Regions from separate parts of the Danio rerio genome. Here region 2 is linked to region 1. A link is a contact called in public Micro-C data. All regions are on one chromosome and are shown on one strand. The core of a region is the stretch at or near the end of the contact, and the rest is flanking DNA. Distances in the headings are between cores, read along the strand shown. Region 1 overlaps pdlim2 (PDZ and LIM domain 2 (mystique)). Region 2 holds the start of LOC101885672 (E3 ubiquitin-protein ligase NEURL3).

Evidence for each region. A called contact is a pair of places that touch in the nucleus more often than the background predicts.
Region 2: a Micro-C map of caudal fin shows a contact between it and region 1, with 3 times the contacts expected there. The contact joins the promoter of LOC101885672 here to the enhancer-like site in region 1. A contact is called at or near these places in 2 of 18 Hi-C or Micro-C datasets (caudal fin and an unstated tissue).

The regions. Positions count from the first base shown.
Region 1 is chr8:45,103,322-45,108,291 of GRCz12tu, forward strand. All of the region lies in intron 6 of pdlim2 (PDZ and LIM domain 2 (mystique)), which reads right to left. Among named protein-coding and RNA genes, the nearest start is that of adgra2, 55 kb to the left of the region's middle. Within about 2 kb of position 2,885, at least 5 of the 62 cell types and tissues checked have an H3K27ac peak or open chromatin away from gene starts, as enhancers often do. A contact at or near this core is called in caudal fin, where this site is marked.
Region 2 is chr8:45,297,651-45,302,660 of GRCz12tu, forward strand. It overlaps LOC101885672 (E3 ubiquitin-protein ligase NEURL3), which reads right to left and starts at 2,194. Exons shown (of 4, transcript XM_073909924.1): 1 at 2,058-2,194; 2 at 1,013-1,513; 3 at 633-785; 4 at 31-547. The coding sequence starts at 2,076. The coding sequence ends at 369.

The sequences.
Region 1 (4,970 bases), core at 1,635-4,134:
AAATGTAAGCTCTGTTAGAGAGTAATTTTGTCATTCCCAGTTCAAAATAGTCCAAAAGGCAAAGATAAACATGGCAGTTTGTTCATGATTCAGGTTGCTAAAACAATTTAGCTCCTCTGTTTTGTCGGGCTTCTCCTTTTTTTCAGCGCTTCACTTTCACGCTTGTCCTTTTCTTTCTGAATGGATCAGATGACAGAGACACTTCAATAAACACACACTAGTTATTATCATCAGCTCAAGAAATTCTTTATTTGAAATATAACGTTAGATGCGATCGCGAGCTCCCGGAAGAAAGCAAAAACTGCTTGCTCTTTTAGACGGTCTCGTAAAACAACAACAGAACACGGCAGATTTTTCTTCTTGGCTTTGTGTCTGTTCATCAAGACAACCACATGGTTTGTTTGAGCCCGGGTCATCCACGGCTCATTTTTATATGCATATAATATTTCCATGTAATGCCTCGGCTTTGTATTAAAAAACATGGCGGTTACTTTGTTTTCATTCTGTCTAGCTCCACGAGCTTGTGACGTATCTCTAACCAATCAGCGTTCAGCTGCATGTGTAGCTCCACCTTTTGGTCCCCTTTCTCCTGTTTGGTACCCTTTCGAAAGGGTGCTGAAAAAGTGGTATGGTATGGTTTGGTACGCTTTTTGACAGTGGAAACGGCCATAAAAGCGTACCAAACCAAACTGTAGTGTACCACTAAGTGGAAATGGGCCATAAGGCAGATTTCTCAAAACCTGTTTGCGAGTCAAAATCGGGGCCAAAATCATAGTCTGAACTCTGCATTAGTGTTGCTTTAAAAGAATGGAAACTAAAACCAATCAAATAAATCATTACCTGGAATTTTGTTTTATCATACATTTGATATTTTTTTAGAATATATAATGTGACGCTGTGCATTGGCTAGTGTCAAATATTTTATTGAAAGGGAGGGACTATAGAGAGACAGACTTTGTGCAGAAAAAAATCCTCAGGGTTTCCTCAAAGAACATGGCTTAATAAGTTCTAAAGAACATTTAAAACAACACTAAGTCTACAATATAGAAAATAAAAGGGTGGCACAGTGGCTCAGTGTATAGCACTGTCGCTTCACAGCAAGAAGGGTGATGGTTTGAGTCCCGGATCAACCAGTTGGCATTATTGTGTAGAGTTTCACATAAGTCTCCTCCAGGTGCTCCTGTTCCCCCACAGTCCAAAGACATGCAGTATAAGTGAATTGGGTAACAAAATTGTCTGTGATGTATGTATGTGTGAATGCGAGTGTATATGTGTTTGAATATTTGACTGTTCATTTCATTGTGGCGACCCCTGGGGAAGAAATTTAAGATGATTCAAAGGGCCCACATAGTTTTAGAGCCCAAGAAATAATATTAGGGGCTCTCAGGACACCTCCCCTCCCAAGTACCTTAACCCACCACCCCCCACTCTTAATTTTTATCTGTGACAACATCCCCATACGGTGCTCTTCACTTTCGTCCAAGACAACCGCCCCCCAACTCCCATACCCCCCCAAACCCCTCCAAAAAAAAAATCTCATACCACCCCCTTCGCTATTGTTGTGTCACTATCGTTTTGTTGTGCCACTATCGCCTCCTGATAATCAGGGACTAATCTGAAGGAAAATGAATGAATGAACGAATGAATGAATGACAACATAAAGGGAATAACACCGTTACACTGACTGAACAGCTTCCCTTATGCATTAAAATGACGAAAAACAGATTCCTAATTTTAAAGCATGCAGATCTGTCAACATTTGAGCTGGTGTAGTGTCCAGACTATCTTTGACTATGATCTAAGCAGAATATCTCCCACAAAGACTATACAATCGATTTCACATTGACTCTACATTTACATGAGGAGCAGCTGTGGAGAATCTTTCGGGCTTGTGAGATCCTGATGTCCGTGCATATCTACTGAACTGTTGGGAATGAGATGAGAGTGATGGAAAAGGCATGCCAGCAGATGTTTGGCTCTAATGCTGATGGATGTTGTCCTGGGCAGCTCTTCTGACACCAGCTGTACTAAATAGAGGAGTCTGTTCTCAGGCCAGCTCCAAACGACAGCTTCCACCTGGGGCTTTTTGGCTCATTCCAACAAATTTCACAAAAGTGTAGCCAAGAGCATTTCCGCCCACTTAAAGCAATTATCAGCTGCTGTGACAATCAATTTCTCTGCTGGAAGATTTTGGCATCAAATACTAAAGAATACTCAATGAGAAACGTTATGAATTCTCATTCAAAAGTTATTAATATGGCAGATTGAATGAATGAGGAAAATGTGCTACTTCTGTGAAGAATGTTTTTATATTGTTCTAAAAATTATTATTCCATCCACCAAACAAACAAACTTTAGATGCAATGTCAACCGAATAATACAGTAACATATAATGCAGAAGAAAAAAGCATAACAACAAAATCTCTTTGGTCACCAGAGACTATACACCCTTCTAAATCACATGCTAATTGATCAGTTTTACTAATTATACAATAAGCTTACTGACATTTTACTCCATTATCCTTTCAGTGTGACAGTGGAGAAGAAGCAGAGAAAAGAACAGAACATGAGATTGAGATGAAGATATTAGCAACATAACCACTAGGGGGAGAAATAACCTAAATTAAAATGTTGACTTCCTGCAGTCTTTCCTGAAGCACCATGGTTGTTATGAGTAACACATTGCTCTCAACTTTCTGAGTGCCAAAATATGTATTGGTTTATTTGGATAAGTTACAAAAAGAAAAGTGCCCATTTCCCTGGATCCAAACAAAAGTTTCCTGTAGTCTAAACCTCTGCTGGATGGCAGCAATGACATCCAACCTTTTAAAAGAATTCATGGAAAAGTTTACAAGTACTTGCATTTCCATGTTCATGGGAAATGCTTTGAGACTCCATTGCTTTTATGGGAGACTATTCATGTCACTATTGATTCCAGTGGTTGTTCTTTGGTCTTTATTATCAGTGTAACTGTACAGGAAATTTTCAGGACTTAAGTGGTCAAAAAATAATCTTTACCTGTATTGCCATGAGAAAATGAATAAACAATTAAACACACTACCGTGAGAACAAGAGGAGAATTTAGGTTTTGTTCTCAGAATCTCAAAATACAGTACACTGCCAGCAGAGCACCTCCACATCATAGGATTGTTCGCAGCTTCATTACAAGGTGTGTATTCTTTCTCTCTGGAGAGTGCATGAGCTTGCACTGCTGAGGGCCATGCTGCCTCCACCTTGCATGCTATGATCACATACCTGGTCTACCAGGTCCAGGCCGTGCTCCACGAGGGCAGAAGAGTAGGTTTTACATAACATACTTCATTGTACCTTATAAGAGTGGTTAGTTATGATGAATCTATATTCCGTGTTTTTCAAATCTCTATTTCGTACTTAAGATGCCTAGAGACTGCTCATCCAGGAGTGGGGGTCAGACATGAGGGTCAGAGACCTTTAGGCTCAATGTTTACATGGGTTTTCCAGAAATTCATGGAGTGTGCTCGGACCCCTCTTTGGAAGATACACATCCTCAACTTGCGCTGCAATTTGCTTATTCTTGCACATTTCGCATCATCAATTGATGATCACTTCCCTGTGCCTCATCAATTTGGGACAGTTAAAATTAGCGCTTCTCATTTCAGCCCTTGTGACTTTGGGTAAACTAAGTGACAGACATGCTCAGACAGAGCATCTCTTTTCTTAGGATGGAGCAAGACCATCTCACTGCATGGCTCTCTTTGAAATAGAGAAAACCGTAGTCACACTGAAAATTTTCAGAGGATCTTAAGGTATTTGACACTTGTAATCACTTTCTCTGCTCAGATTGCGGAGATCACAGCAGTGCTGACTGCACAGGCCAGTGCCAAGATTTGCACAACACACCATCAAGTGTCATCACTCCTCTGGGGGCATTGATAATATGTGGCTTGTAAAACATAAAGAGTTCCTCCATGATCTTCAACACCCGACTCGACAGAACTGGATACTTGGCCCATTAAGTTGTGTTGTATGCCTGCTTTGTCTGCCTACATTTTGAGGATTTTTGTTTCCTATGCGTAGTTCCACTCTGAGTAACCCCATAAGTGTTTCTTTAGCGATGGTGAGTTCTTATGCTGGATAAATCCACATCTTACCTACCAGCTAACCATCTTCCCTTATGTAGTTCTTCCCCTGAGAGGGCTAGCCATATCTGTGTTTGTCACATCTCCCCACAGTTTAAAAGGTGGTCTCCACAGTGTCCTTCCATTTCAGAACTGGAATTTATTATTATTTTTTTTTCAAAATACAATTGTATCTTGCAGATTAATGACTAGCACTTAATGACTAGCACTGTTGCCTCACAAAGACATGTGGTAAAGGAGAACTGGGTGAACAAAATTAGCCATAGTGTATGAGTGTGTGAATGAGAGTTCATGGGTGTTTTCCAGTGTTGGGTTATGGCTGGAAGGGCATGCGTTGCATAAAATTTATGCCAGAGAAATGGGCAGTTCATAACGCTGATAAATCAGGCATTAAGCAAAAGGATAGTGAACGGCAGGTGTAAAAAGCGTAGTTTTTTAAGAAATGCCTTATGCTCGTTTTTTCTTTCTTTGACGAGCCACGTCAAAACCTTCTCCACCAATCAGATTGCCATTTTTGTTCATGTGCATGGAGCTGCTGAAGTTACAGTAAACAACACTTAAGGCACTCAAGTGCAAAACTGTCAATGAGAGCACACACTGAAGAAGATGCCCAGAGGCAATATGAACGTGGAGCTGCTTATTGCCCTGGTGAACAATAACAATTTTTTTAAATGGCTAGAGCTGAAGCTGCTAATTGAACCATCCATGCTTGTTCAAATCACCTGTTACTTCAACAACAAGTGCGTAGACTTTTTCTTCTTCTTCTGTGTTCTTTTAAGTAGCGCCATCTAACTTCAAGGTGTGATTTTGCATACTTTTCTGCTTGACGCCAGTGGAAAAAAAATAAATAAA
Region 2 (5,010 bases), core at 944-3,443, 190 kb after region 1:
ATATATTTTTTTTTTATTATTATTCTTTTTGGAAGAAAAACAATCATTGTTCAGATTACATAAATATATAGTCTACATATTTTCAGTATATACATACCTAAATACACTTTTTTTTTACAATACTTTATACAATTTTACATCACAGATAGGCCTACATGTTATATTAAAACATGAATAGCCTATGTATAAATATACAATCAAACTGTAATATATTGGATATATCCAAGGCGACTTACAAAGGAGAGATACTTTAGAGTGCAAATACAGTACACAAATTCTGCACACTGTTAGATCTGTACATTAGAAAACAATTCTGTAATTCACTGTGCAAAATATATACAACAAAAAGTCACTAGTTTGACAGTAAACTAGTTGCCATATGGTTGGACAAAATCCAATCGCTTACGACAAAGAGGGCACGTACCAAATGTCATATAAACCTTCATGGCGCACGGAGTGCAAACACATTTATGACCACAGCTCAAACGAGTGTTTTCTGCATCACCGTAACACACTACACATTCCTCACAGTTTTGGCCTTCATGTTCTGAGGAAGAAAAAGAAAGATAACAAGTGGTAAAACTACATACAATGGCTGCCTTGGACATAATCTTCTTTCATAATCATATTACCTGTGTTGACAAGATGAACCTTTCTCAGGTTTGCCTGCTCCGGCATGCTCAGTTGTTTCTTTGTTTGCTGAATGTCTTGATCTTCAGTGTATTTGATGTGTGTGAGAGCAGGACAAGACCTTCTGGTGAAAATAAAACATTTCTTTTTGGAACCTATAACACAGACATGCCACATGCACTGTTAGGCAAAGGGAAAAGCACTAAACATTTATGTTCCTGTGTTGTATATTAAGCCAATCAATATTAAAACAAACCAGCAAAAAAGTATTATTTAAATATATAAAGTTTATTTCTTTTAATAATATTTGTTTATTTATTTTATTTTATTTTGTTTTTTTATTTTATTTTATTTTTTTATTGAAAATTCAAAAAAGCCTCACCAAGCATCGTCACCATTGTGGTCTGTCCATAGACGTCAATAATTGCCCAAATGGGCCACTTGACATTCAGGGCGGTTGGCACTGATTGTGTTCTACCATCAGAACTTTGTACGCGCAGACAGCCATTCTTCTTCAACCAAAACTGAATATCTGAGCCAGGTCGACAAGTGTTCACGGGAACTACAACTGCCGCGTAAAGTGGTGAGTTTGTCAAGTCTGGAATGGCAAAAGGTGGTAACGTTGTTTGATCGGGTGCAACATGAGCAAATCCGACCCTCAGTGCTCCGTGCCAACGTCCAACACTTTGCTCGACTCGCAGGCACACCTTTTCCTCTATTTTAACCTGTCGCCCGCTAAATGTCAGTCCGTGGCAGAATGACGAAACATCCCTAGTCACCTGACGACCATCTTCACTCAACGTTATTAGACGACCCTTCACAGCTGAGTGGAAAGAAATCGCTTTCAGGCTCCACGACGTGTGACACACGCACTTCACTTTCTCTGGAAAAGAAAAAAAATCTGGCATCAACATATTTTCCCAATATATGTAGGCTTATACTGAATTGCCAGTTGGTCGGATCCATTAATCATTATTTTAAGCTAACCGGTACAGATAGGTCAGCCTGGTTCAATAATACAAGACTGCATCGTTCCAAGCGCGTCAAAAGTAAATTTGGACAGAACCAAGAATTTAGTTTAGTTGTCATTCAGAGATTACTGTTAAGGGGAAAGCAAAGTTTCAATTCTCTACCGGCATCAGGCCACTAGATGCCGCCGCTACGCACCAATATAGCCTACCAGTTTGAAAAGATTTCTTGACGCAACACACAACAATCACTTTCCAGTACTGCGCGAAACTCTTAATAACAAATAATATTAACAATAATCGAATTATTTATTGACAATTAAAATATGTGATCTGCTGTAAATTGATTTGTTAATGAAGCATAAAACTTAATTCTAAATTACTGTTTAAACCCTATCTCATTGTCTTATTTCTGTATTGTTGTTTACAAGTTACCATTGTCTTATTTCAAAATCTTACCTTTCTTTTTTTCTGTCATCCTGTTTTCTTCACTAGCTATTGGTATGTTCAGTAGCTACCCTTCATCAAATTCTGTCAAAGTGGGGAGTTTTGTTGCTGTTTAAATGCACGTGTTGTAGTTTATACTATTTCATCTCATAGGATAATGATATGAGGAGGGACTAGGGGCGGATCTCTGGAAAGTTGCTTTGTGGAATTGCCTTCTTTCCGGGAAATCAATATTCCTTAATGCTGCATATGATTAATGCATTCAAAGAAAAAAATAAAATTTTATATATATATATATATATATATACACACACACACACACACAAATGTGCACTGTAAAAATGCTGGGTTCCACACAATTTATGCATACTGTCCCAACACAAATCGATTAACTTAACACTTTTAACAAATTTATGTGGATTGAACATTAAGACATTAAGTTGTTCCTATGAAATCTTAAGAATTGCGTTGTTTCAGCTTATTTTAATTAAGTAGTTTGAACAAGTAAAAAAGTTTTTTTTTTTTTTTTTTTTTTGAGGTTGGATGTTTCTATGAGTACGTTTTCACATTTCCATATAGGCTACCTTAATTTGATTTCCCCCATACATTCATAATTTAATATTTTAGACAATTTTCCTTATAGACAATTTATTGATATATTTGTAACTACATTTTTATTTGTTTTGAAGTATATTATCAATCAAAGATGGACAGAAAAAACAAAGAATCTTGAGTTGCCATCATTTACTGTAAATTGCTATAGACTGTTGCATCGGTGTACTTTCACTTTCACTCTGTTGGTTAATCATTACTTGATTTTGTAGAACGGTTTACATTTCCTGCTGTATTCCTGCGGTTACATACAATGCTGCATTTTTTATTTATTTAGGCATTTTTTAAATTAGAAAACTTATTTAACATAAACGGACATGCAATATAGCTATAACTTACCGTTTTTTACAATTGCTATGACACTTTTATCAATACATTTAACAAGTTTCCTAAACTCTTAACACGGTTAGCACAACATCCGTCTTCGTGGGCTATACAATTAACACATTTCTTGTTGTTTTGACACAAAATGCATCCAGTTAACACAAATTTAAAATGCTTTAACTTCTTTTACACACAAGCACAACCAAGAACAAAACAATGTAATTTTACAGTCAAATTTACAAATGCTTTAACACAGTATGTCAGAACAGATAACATTATGCTCTAAACAGAAATTATATAGGATAAAGTCAAAAGGAACAGCTGTTCTAATTGTGAATTGAAACACAAGTTTATTCCCTGTATTTTATTCAATTGCCAATGAGAAACAGCATATTGCGGTTATATAAATAAATAAATAAATAAATACATAAATATATATATATATATATATATATATATATATATATATATATATATATATATATATATATATATATATATATATATATATATATATATATATGACAGCTGATTCCCATCTAGAAAGCACACTCATGTCTTGTTTTGGTTTTTCCAATCACATGATCATATGTTCTAATAGAGGACTTTTGAGGTTTTTGAAAGGAACATCAAAGAACTCTGTCACCAATACCTGGAGTATAAACCTGGAGTTCATTAGTACATACAGTACATATACAGCATTTGCATACACTGTGTCTAATTACTTTCAGAGAGTCATGAAGTTAGAGGCCAATCAAGTACCACATGAAATTTTCAATGTTGACAAGGCTGGGGATGTCGCCATAGGAAAAACATAATAGGCCAAAGGGCCACAGTTACCGTGCCGGGCCACAGAATATATCAAGTATAATGTGGATGAGAACATGTGGCAAAAGACCGGGCAGTATAGAAGATTACTTTGTTATTTTATTATAATTGTGGTGCTTTTTCTGTTTGCAGTGATGTCCTTCTGCAAAAAAAGTCTGTACTGCAGAAATTCTGTGTCTGTATTTTTTTTACATAAACTGTAAATTTTATAAAGCAATTTTTTTTCTTCGTTTTGTATAGATTTTTTGCCTTAAACGAAAGAAAATGCATGCATTTACTTAACCCAACGAAACAAAACTGTAACGAGACTTCAAATATAAGGGCAGAGCTGACACATAAACTAATGGAGTTTCTGTAATGTCAGCTGATGATAGTGTTTTTATTGTCAGTGTGTTCTGATTGACTGAATGTTTATGTTGGAAGAGAACATGTGTTTGTGTTTTGAACAATAATTTCATTTTGAAACATGATTGCAGTGTTTCGTTAGACATGGTGTAGCGTGTTCGTTTATTAATGTATTTTGAAAAGTAGTTTAGAGGTTTAGTTTATAATGTGTGATTTTGAGCATGAAATTAACTGTTTTGCCAATTGTGTATTTTAGGTTTGTTGCTGCGTTAAGAGTTTAGCAAACTTGTTAAATGTATTGAAAAAAGTGTCATAGCCATTGTAAAAAAACTGTAATAAATTCTACATATTTAGTTTTCTAAAAACAGGCATATCCAAGCTTCAATGGCCCTTTTTTACTGTCAGTTTAAAGATTTACGCCAATTACTTGGTCAACAAGGCCATATCTAGAAAACTAAGTATTATTTCACTTTCAGTTTGAGTGTTTGTGTCAAGGTTACTATATTTATGATATGCTCAATCATATTATTACCTCGTTTGAAGTAATGAACAAAACAAACGTTTGTAAATTTCAACCAGTGTGCTTTATCTTTTGTGAGAAGTGTAAATGGAATTAATCTTTAAATATAGTGGGTGTTCAGCAGTGGTGGGCAATAAATATTTTTACTTCCTTGTACTTAAATCATAAAATACAGTTAAAAAACAACCAAGATTCAGGGCCTATCCCCTTTTCCCTCTTTTTACCACAAACACGTGTGCCAAGACTATCTGTCATAATGAAAGCAAAAGTATGAGTTCATCTGATCTCAATTGCCACCTCTAAAACATGTGACTTTTTTTTTGTTTTGACATGTTT